Regions from separate parts of the Capra hircus genome. Here region 1 is linked to region 2. Evidence: chromatin contacts called from public Hi-C data. All regions are on one chromosome and are shown on one strand. The core of a region is the stretch at or near the end of the contact, and the rest is flanking DNA. Distances in the headings are between cores, read along the strand shown.

Region 1 (4,729 bases), core at 672-3,171, 780 kb before region 2:
AATGAGTCAAATCTGCAGCCAGGCTGCATCACTTCCTAACCATGGTGCCCTTGGGCACACTCCTTAACCTCTCCATGGCTCAGTTTCCTCCTCTCTGACACAAGGGGAAAATCTGTCTCTTGGAGATGTTTGTGTACTTTGAGGTACGCTGTGCAAATGGTAGCTATTACTATGTGCTTGTGAGTGTGCCCTGTGTAACAAAACATAGTATTCGTAAAACACTTGCAAGAACCCATCATCTTGGACTTTCTAAGTCACCTGGACTGCCCCTTACAGTTCTCCGAGTCCTTTTCTAACTCTGTGACACCAAGGAGTGGGTTAACGCAGGCAGGTTGTACAGGGTAAGGGAGCACACGTGGTCGCGGCCATGAACACTGAGCAGCTCTGACTCTCGGGTTCTTACCCAAGATTCACTGCAAAATATGTATGAGCACCTTTTATAAGTCAGAAGCTAGAGAATGGTGTGCTTGTGGGTGAGAAAGGATGGCTTTTTGAAATGATGCTTCTTTAGGAGACATGCATGGTGTTTGACAACAGGAATAAAGGATCTGATGATAAACAGATTAAATCAGCTATAGACATCTGTTTCTTGGTTCTTTTGTGATTTTCTTCCTTCTTTATTTTTTGCGTATAAAGCTCCAACTTTGTTAATGATGAAACATAGTATACTGAAGGGGAATTTTCTACCTTAATTCAACAAACTTTTGTAAGTGCCTTCTATGTGCCAGCCATGGGATTAGTCTCGCATTAACCATCAGTTGGATGGATTGTCTCTCCTCAAGTAAACTACAAGGTAGGAAGGAAGTTGCTGTGTTAGCTGTGATACAATGCAAAAGTGCTGTTGAAGATGTTATGAACCTGGGACAATGTTAACACAGAAGACGGCGGGACTGGTTCTATGTGTGCAAGTCAGGGAAGGAGCACAAGCAGGAGTATACTGAGTTAAGTTTCCAGGGATGAGAAGTTGTCTCTTCAAATGATAATTTGTGTGTCTACGGACAAACAGTCTGACCATGACAGAGTGACTCAGCATGATGTGTGCATAGATGGGAGAAGGCACACGGAGATGAAGCGGTCAAATGATAACTTGTGAATCTGTGCACAAACAGTGTGACCGTGAAAGGGTGATTCAGCATGATGTGTGTATGGAAGGTGCGAGAAGACACAGAGAGATACAGCTGAGAAGGTGCCGAATAACAGACCACGGAGCATCTTGAGTACCATTTGAAAGGATGTGGGCATCATTTGTAGATAAAGGAGAGCCAGTTAAAGCCTTTAATGGAGAGGACTGTGATCACACTGCTGATAAAGCAAACAGCAAACGTATCATATGAGCGCCAGAGGTGTTTTCTTCAATTTAAATTCATTAAAAAAAAAAAAAGTCAACTCACTATCTCAGTGTCTCAGAGTTAGGTCACAGGATATAGAAAAAAAAAAAATCACTAAAACTCATTGTCTCAGGAGCCTTTCTTTCCAAATCTTGAGAGAGTGGCTAAGGGAAGAGGGGATAGGTTTCCCAGGGACTTGTTGAGTTGGCATCAAACTCATCACCGATTTTTGTGAACAGTCATAAGGAGAATCACCTGGTTTCTTCGTGAGATCCACCGCTTCCTGCTTACAGCGCAGGTATCCTGAGTGACAGCCTCCCACCTGTGTCTGTGATGCAGCCAAACCTCCCCGGCTGCAGGCACTTCCCTAGTTCCAGGTGGCCTCTCCCACAACCTGGGTGGTGTCACCTTAACTTCAACTTGGTTCCCAGATCCCAGAGACAGAAGAACCTGTGCAGCCTGTGGTTGGTGAAATCAGACCCACAACCAGACCTCCTCCGGGAGCAGGTCACCAACCTGGAATTCCAGGTGCCCGGTGTTTCCACAGCATAACACAGCAACCATTCTCAGAGTGTTAAGTTCTAAGGGGTTAATGACTGCTTGGAACAACCACAGTGACTCAGCCTGTGTCTGCGTGTCTCACCACTCTCCTAATCCAGGATGGCTGTGACCTCCACGAGCTTACTATTAAGTCTAGAATGGTATCAACGTTTACCTAGCTAACTTTCTGTTTTGTCTAGTTAACTTTTAGCCTAAATATCATGAATACACATTTTTCAATCAGTTTTGGATTCTGAAAAACATTAAGAATGTTAATGTCACCCCATTTGTTTTCTCTCTCTGTGTCACTTCCCCAATTCTGGAACTCAGACCAATTTTTAAAAAGTTTAAAATGAAAGAGGACTTTTTGTTTGTTTGCTTTGATCTATAAAGAGCTCAAATTTCAAAATTACTCTAACCTGTGTACAATTCACTTTGTACTTTTTGTTTGTTTTGATCTATAAAGGGCTCGAATTTCAAAATTACTCTAACATGTACACAATTCATTATGTACATTTCTTCATCTGTCTGTCTGTTTGGAAAAGACATGGTTTACTTATACAGAAGCATCAGAGCTGGGTCACCTCAGTCTTTCGTCCAGGTGCTAACTAAAATGGCAATAAGAGAAGATGGAAAATGATCTCCTGGTGGCAGTGAAAACAATGCATTTTCAGACAAGAACATGAATATGACTCTATGTTGATGACCACTGTGGACTTGGGGATGAGATTTCTTCACTTCAAGCTGCAGCACTGGGCTTCTCTGGTAGTCCAGTTTACAAAGAATCTGCCTGCAATGCAGGAGACTTGGGTTCGATTCCTGGGATGGGGAGATACCCTGGAGAAGGGAATGGCTATCCACTCCAGTATTCTTGCCTGGAGAATCCCATGGACAGAGGAGCCTGGTGGGCTACAGACCACGGGGTCGCAAAGAGTCAGACACGACTGAGTGTCTTCACTTTCACTTTCTTTCACAGCTGCAGCACTAGGTCCGTACGATGGAGCCAGAATGGCCTGAGCATCTTCTGTGCGTCAAATACTTTTCACAAGGCGGTAAACATCTCGTTTAATTTAGCTGCCCTAAAACTCTGCAGCGTGAGCTTTTCTCTCCCTCTTTTAAAGAAAAGCAGAGGCTCAGAGAGTAGGGAGCTTGCCCGACATTGCATTTGTGAGCTAGGATTTGAACCTATATCCATCTGGCCCCCAAAGTCATAATTTTCTACTTGCCTTTTTTCCTTGCAACCTCAGAGATAGCACTCCACATTTCAGGCAGACATTTGGTTCTGATGACTCAGAGAAGTCAATCAGACTAATGGAAATAATTACAACAACAATGACCACTAAAGCAAACATAACCAAGAAAGAACGATTCTGTTTAATACCTAAACTCCCCAAACACTCTCCCTTTCTTAGCAGAGAGGTCAAGATACATGCAATATGTTTTTGGTGCTGTGAAGCTCCCATAGAATGGGGACAACTGATATCCACATAAATGAGTCAGCTCAATTCATTTAGTCATTTGTTCATTCATCCATCCATGCCCTCACTGATTTTTATGCCTGGAGTTTTAGTAGGAAGTAAAAGGCATTGGACAAGTCTGGCCCCAGAGAGCTTGCAGAGAGGTAGAGGAGATATATATATATAGACTCTTTGTGACCCCATGTACTGTGTATAGTCTATGGAATTCTCCAGGTCAGAATACTGGAGTGGGTAGCCTTTCCCTTCTCCAGGGGATCTTCCCAACCCAGGAATTGAACCAGGGTCTCCTGCATTTTAGGCAGATTCTTTACCAACTGAGCGATATATATATATAATAAATGTGAACCAGATGTCACCTGGGGTCACCAGTGCTCTTAAGATCCAGAGATTCTGCCCAATTTCCCATCTCATATACTATGGAAATCCCTTTATTCCTCCCACGATCTCTGTAAATCCCTGGAAATGTATAGTTGTAATCACTTCTGACTTCCATTTCTCATTTGGGTGCTTATTCTTTTACATGTCCTGAACAGAAGACACACACATATCACACAGGCCTGACTGTTTGCAGAAAAACAACACTTCTCACAGGACTCCCTTGGGGCTGCCCTCACAGCTGGAGCAGACTCTTCTTCAACAATAACTGAAAACTAGGGCTGAGTGTTTGATTCCTCTGTAGTTAGGATATTCTTCTTCCTTTTCTGCCATCTCCAGTTTGTTCCTAGAAATCACTCAGGAGCTTTGCACCTCTCTCTTCTTTCTTTTCTCTCCTACTGCTGCTGCTGCTGCTGCTGCTGCTGCTAAGTCGCTTCAGTTGTGTCCAACTCTGTGCGACCCCATAGATGGCAGCCCACCAGGCTCCTCCGTCCCTGGGATTCTCCAGGCAACAACACTGGAATGGGTTGCCATGTCCTTCTCCAATTCATGAAAGTGAAGAGTGAAAGTGACGTCGCTCAGTCATGTCTGACTCTTAGTGACACCATGGACTTCAGCCTATCAGGCTCCTCCACCCATGGGATTTTCCAAGCAAGAGTACTGGAGTGGGTTGCCATTGCCTTCTCCAAACTAGTGCCAAATTCCAGTTCATGGTTTGTAAAAGCCTGATTTATCTGTCCTTTCCTTGTCCTTTCAATTCATGTGCCAAGGGCCCTACCTGCTATTTCTAGGCATCTGATCAAAGTTTCTAACAAAAAGCATTCTTCATTAAACATATCTAGCTGAAGTCATACTATTTCTCACACCAAATGTGTAACACATTACAAAACAAATGATATACCTGACTGATAGAAAAGAAAGAGGATGCTTTCAGAGCTATATGAAAGAGGAATCAGAATAGACAAGATTCTGCAGGGGAAACACACAAAGAAACTAAATGGAGAGGCT
Region 2 (5,137 bases), core at 482-2,981:
GACGGAAACACATGCACACAAAGAACATCAAAAGGTTCGAACTGTGAGGACTCAGGATGAAATCATTTCCAGACTTAATATCAGAGGAGAGGTGGGGGACTCCACTGCTGTGCGCAAAGAAGTCGCAGGCAGCATTTACTGGGCAGGCCCTGAGTAGATTTCTCTGCTGGTCAGGAAACCACCTCTATCCTCCCACCTGAGGTGGCTGGATTTTCGGAAGGTGATATCCACCCTAGCGCCACCAACTTTTCCTCCCTCGAGAGCAGCTGTAGTGCAGGCACATGGCTGTAGTTGGTGTCCAGGACCAGACCGGCTGGTCCACCAGCTGAGGAATTAATCATTAACTGAAGAAAAATATACTGTTTCCCCATTATTAAGCTTTACTTTTTCTCCAGTTCTGCCCTCCTTTTCCTTCTTAAAGGCCGAGGAGATGCAGATTGAGATAAAGTAAACAAGACACTTAAAAATAGAATGCTTTTTCAGACTTTCTAGTTTATTGTATTCTAGAAAAATGATTTTTAAAACACACAACTAACTTACTGTAGTCTTCCGTTAAGTTAGAATTATGTGTGAATTCACTGAAGAGGATTTGAGTAAAGAACTGCAAACTGTAGTTCTTAAAAGATTTCTAGAAAGAAAAATTTTTTAAAAGATGAGGGCAGGTGACACAACCTGAAGCTGCCTCCAGTACTGGTGCTAAGAAGATTCCCAACCTGGTACCTTATAGATTTTTTTAAAAACAGTGTGAAGATATTGACCGTGGCTAGGGCCACCTACCTGTACAAAACTTTAAAAATACAGCAGGCGCTAAAATGTGACACCAGAAATCATGATGTGTGCATAGCTAGTCACCTTGCTTTGCCACCGACACTGCAGAGCGGACCAGCAGCCTCTCAAGGGTAGTGTATGTAAATACAGCTTCAATATGCAAATACTCCTAATGATTTCCGATTAATAGCTTTATTATAATAGCCCTTCCCAGTGTTAGAGAAGGAACCCAGGAAGGGTCCCGCGCGTCTCGAGCTCCTTAGCGATCAGCACAGTTATCCAGTAAGTACTCACTTCACAGTTTACTATACTGTCTTCTGCGTTGCTCCGGGTTGCACGATCCCACACTTAAACCTGTCGTTGAAATGCGCGCGCGTGGGTGTTTTGGGGTTTGTTTTCATAAAGCTTTTCCTGATCTTAAGAGGCCGATCTCAATCTACAAACATCAGTTGTGGATGGCAAAGTTATTTGCGTTTTCCCTTTTTTCGGAAATGCTTTCCATAACGTCTTGATGACTTTCCGGGAGGAGCGGGGAACCGTGGTGGCTTTCCCCTTCTGCCCTGCAGACTCCGCGGGGGTGCTGTGATCTTAGTGATGCTGAAAGCTTGGAGGAGTAGCAGCCTCCGTCGGGGGGCACCTTTAGGGGGAGGGTCCCGCCTAGTGATCGGGATTGGGATTGGGGTGCCCACTTACGGTCCCGGGGTGTCCCCGCCCCCACCGCGTCCGCGCCCCGCTGCTCCCGTCGCTCGGCCGTCCCCCGGTCCCTGCCCACCCCCAGGTCCCCCTGGGCCCGGCGCTCACAGTACTCTATTTACCACCTCAGCTGGGCTGGCGCCCGTTCCGCCCACCCCCACGGCGATTGGCTGCGAACGCGGAAGGACGGAGCTCTCCCCTCGCGCCCGCACCTGCCAATGGGCGCGCCCGCCCGGCCTGATGGACGCGCCGCCTTCCACCAATGGGGTCGCGGGGAAGCCGGGTCGTGTGGCCCCGGCGAGCGCGTATAAAAGCCGCCGGGCCGGGCTCTCCGCTTCATTCTGAGCCGAGCGCGGTGCCGAGCGCGACGACCTTCGCAGGAGGCGGCGGCAGCGGCGGCGGCGGCGGCGGCGGCCTGAGCTTCGGGGCAGCCCGCTTCCCTCCTCCCAATCGCTTCGCTTCCCTTCCCCGCGATCAGCATGAAAGCCTTCAGTCCAGTGAGGTCCGTTAGGAAAAACAGCCTTTCGGACCACGGCCTGGGCATCTCCCGGAGCAAAACCCCAGTGGACGACCCGATGAGCCTGCTGTACAACATGAACGACTGCTACTCCAAGCTCAAGGAGCTGGTGCCCAGCATCCCGCAAAACAAGAAGGTGAGCAAGATGGAAATCCTGCAGCACGTCATCGACTACATCTTGGACTTGCAGATCGCTCTAGACTCGCACCCCACCATCGTTAGCCTGCACCACCAGCGACCCGGGCAGAGCCAGGCGTCCAGGACGCCGCTCACCACCCTCAACACCGACATCAGCATCCTGTCCTTGCAGGTAAGACCCGCTCCCCCCAGCGATGCTCGGGTAGAGCCGGTGTCAGGCGGCGGGCCCTAGTCGCTGACTTACAGACGGGCTAATAACTTTATCACTGTCCCTGTTAACAGTCATTAAAAAAAAACAAAAACAAATCTGCTGTGGAAGGAGTCGTGTGCGTGAAATTGTTATGACATGTGAATGCCTCTAAATCTGAATTCATAAACGTGGGTTTTTGGAACTTGCTGTTCAAAATTAAACTATTTTTTTTTTAAGAGGTTCTTTCTCCTTAAGGTTGTCTAACGTCTTGTGCCTTTCCCCCCCCCCCCTTTCTCTCGCAGGCTTCTGAATTCCCTTCTGAATTAATGTCAAATGACAGCAAAGCGCTCTGTGGCTGAATAAATGGTGAGTGTCTGCTTGTGTCCCCCGTTGGTGAACTGGCGCTTGGAGTGTGTGTGCGCGCGCGTGGGTACTTGCGTATCTGTAAAATTTGGGGGTTTGGTAAATGAACGTGTACTTCGTTGTGTTGCACGTAGTACATTGTTTACGCGTACTAGACATGAAGAGCCATCTAGCTCCTGTTACTCAAAATCCCAGAACGTTTTCTTTAAAAAAAAAAAAGAAAAGAAAAAATCAATGCCTGTAACTTACTCCCAAGGTGGTGAAGGAGAATACGTACTGGCTTCTTGTGCGCCTGTAACATGCCCCGGCTGTTTTCTGCTATTGCTCTGGTACTATGAGGTACTAACCTCCATATAATTAATCTTATCACCGCAAATTCCATAGGGATCCTCCTTCCCCAAAACTCCAGCCCCCTGGGATCGGCTAGTTGAGCATTGCTACCCTGTCTCAGATCCTGTGATGTGGGATTCGACTTCCCTATCTGTTAACTAAAGGGCTGTTTTCAATCAAATAATTGTTACAAGAAGCAGACTGGCGCCTGTGAGCACTGCCGTTGGAGATCCAAATAGGAGATTGCGTTGGGAAGTTTTCCCCTGAGTCTCTGCTATTTTAATGTTTAATTTGCGCTGTCCAGGCCGAGTGTGTGCGCTGCATCTGGACGCCAGGGTTTGCCCAGTGTTTGAGTGTTTGGTTAAATGTTCAAACTGCGGCTTCCTCCTGGCGCCAGTCTGCCTGTCTCTGCCCTTAGGTTAAAACCTCCTAAACAGTCCTTTCTCTCCCGATCTCTTGCAGGTGTTCATGACTTTCTTTTCCCTTTGCACAACAACAACAACAAATCCACAGGCTCTTTTAAGGCGCTGAACTTATTTTTCAACCATCTCACAAGGAGGACAACAAGTCGAATGGACCTTTAAAAAAAAAAATGGAAGGAAAACTTAAGAATGATCAACTTCCCCAGGGTGTTTTCTGACCTGGACTGTGATATTAGTTATTTATGAAAAAGACTTTTAAATGCCCTTTCTGCAGTTGGAAGGTTTTCTTTATATACTATTCCCACCATGGGGAGCGAAAACGTTAAAATCACAAGGAATTGCCCAATTTAAGCAGACTTTGCCTTTTTTCAAAGGTGGAGCGTGAATACCAGAAGGATCAGTATTCAGTTACTTAAATGAAGTCTTTTGGTCAGAAATTACCTTTTTGACACAAGCCTACTGAATGCTGTGTATATATTTATATATAAATATATATATATATTGAGTGAAACCTTGTGAACTCTTTAATTAGAGTTTTCTTGTATAGTGGCAGAAATGTACATTTCTGCATACAAAGTGTAATGATGTACTTATTCATGCTAAACTTTTTATAAAAGTTTAGTTGTAAACTTAACCCTTTTATACAAAATAAATCAAGTGTGTTTATTGAATGGTGATTGCCTGCTTTATTTCAGAGGACCAGTGCTTTGATTTTTATTATGCTATGTTATAACTGAACCCAAATAAATACAAGTTCAAATTTATGTAGACTGTATAAGATTATAATAAAACATGTCTGAAGTCAATGCCTGAATTCTGAATGATTTTTAAGATTCTGTTTCTATCTCGCCATATTATTTAATCCCTCCTCCTTCATCGCTTCTACCACCCCTAAGGCTTGGAGTCTGCAGTGCGGAGAAGGCCCTTATCAGACAGATGTGTGGTCAGGGCTAGCACTCTGGGGTAAAGGGCTGCTGCTGCTTTTTAGGGAAGCTGACTGTTCTGGGGAGTCTGTAAACCCAGAAGTTTCTTTTAGTCTGTCAAGGAAAAAGTAGCTCTGTGCCTTGGGGTGGGGTTTCCAACCCAAGAGTTACTGTGGTGGGGCCTCCTAGCACTTTAGATGTGGAATCTGGAGGACGACCTGTCTGAGTGGATAAGACACTTCTGCAGCAAATGAAACTGCTGTTAATCAGGAAAGAATAGAATCCACAGAATTTCTGAACCTGATTTTAAGATTTAGAGGTGGGGCAAAAAGAAAAAAAATAACCCTTCATGCTACTCGTTGCTCCTAAGGCCCCTTTGCCCTGGGGGTGAAGCTGTAATATGGCCGCGAGCTCCCTCCTGCACCTGTAGCTCACCCAGCCTGGGGAGGAGGCTTGGGCCCTGCCCGGGGCTCCAAGACAGGTTTCTGTTTAAATCTTTAAATCGCCCTTCACCCTTGGCTGCGCCTGGACTGCGCAGGGAAGTATCCGATTGCTGTGTCCACCGCATCCCTCACGTGGCAACGCTGGGACTGGTGTAGGTACGTGTTTACAATTCATCTGTATCCCCGTATATTGATACTACCTTCTCACGTTGGAAGACACTTTCGCTGGGTCGTGTGGCTTGAGGGTGAGGGTAGGATGCTAGGAAGGCCGGTCCGGGGTGGACGGGACCTGGAGAAGGAGCGGGGAGGACGGGCCGGTGAGGATGGGGCGTGGGGTGGAGGGGGTCTCA

Evidence for each region. Hi-C and Micro-C count contacts between places; a contact is called where the count stands out from the background.
Region 1: a contact with region 2 is called in a Hi-C map of blood, with 3 times the contacts expected there. The contact joins the enhancer-like site here to the promoter of ID2 in region 2. A contact is called at or near these places in 2 of 5 Hi-C or Micro-C datasets (both in blood).

What each region holds. Positions count from the first base shown.
Region 1 is chr11:88,990,728-88,995,456 of ARS1.2, reverse strand. It overlaps the pseudogene LOC102189410. Among named protein-coding and RNA genes, the nearest start is that of TRNAC-GCA, 490 kb to the right of the region's middle. Within about 2 kb of position 1,921, at least 2 of the 5 cell types and tissues checked have an H3K27ac peak or open chromatin away from gene starts, as enhancers often do.
Region 2 is chr11:88,210,730-88,215,866 of ARS1.2, reverse strand. ID2 (DNA-binding protein inhibitor ID-2) reads left to right here and starts at 1,731. Exons shown (of 3, transcript XM_005687031.3): 1 at 1,731-2,288; 2 at 2,609-2,672; 3 at 3,462-4,227. The coding sequence starts at 1,941. The coding sequence ends at 2,665.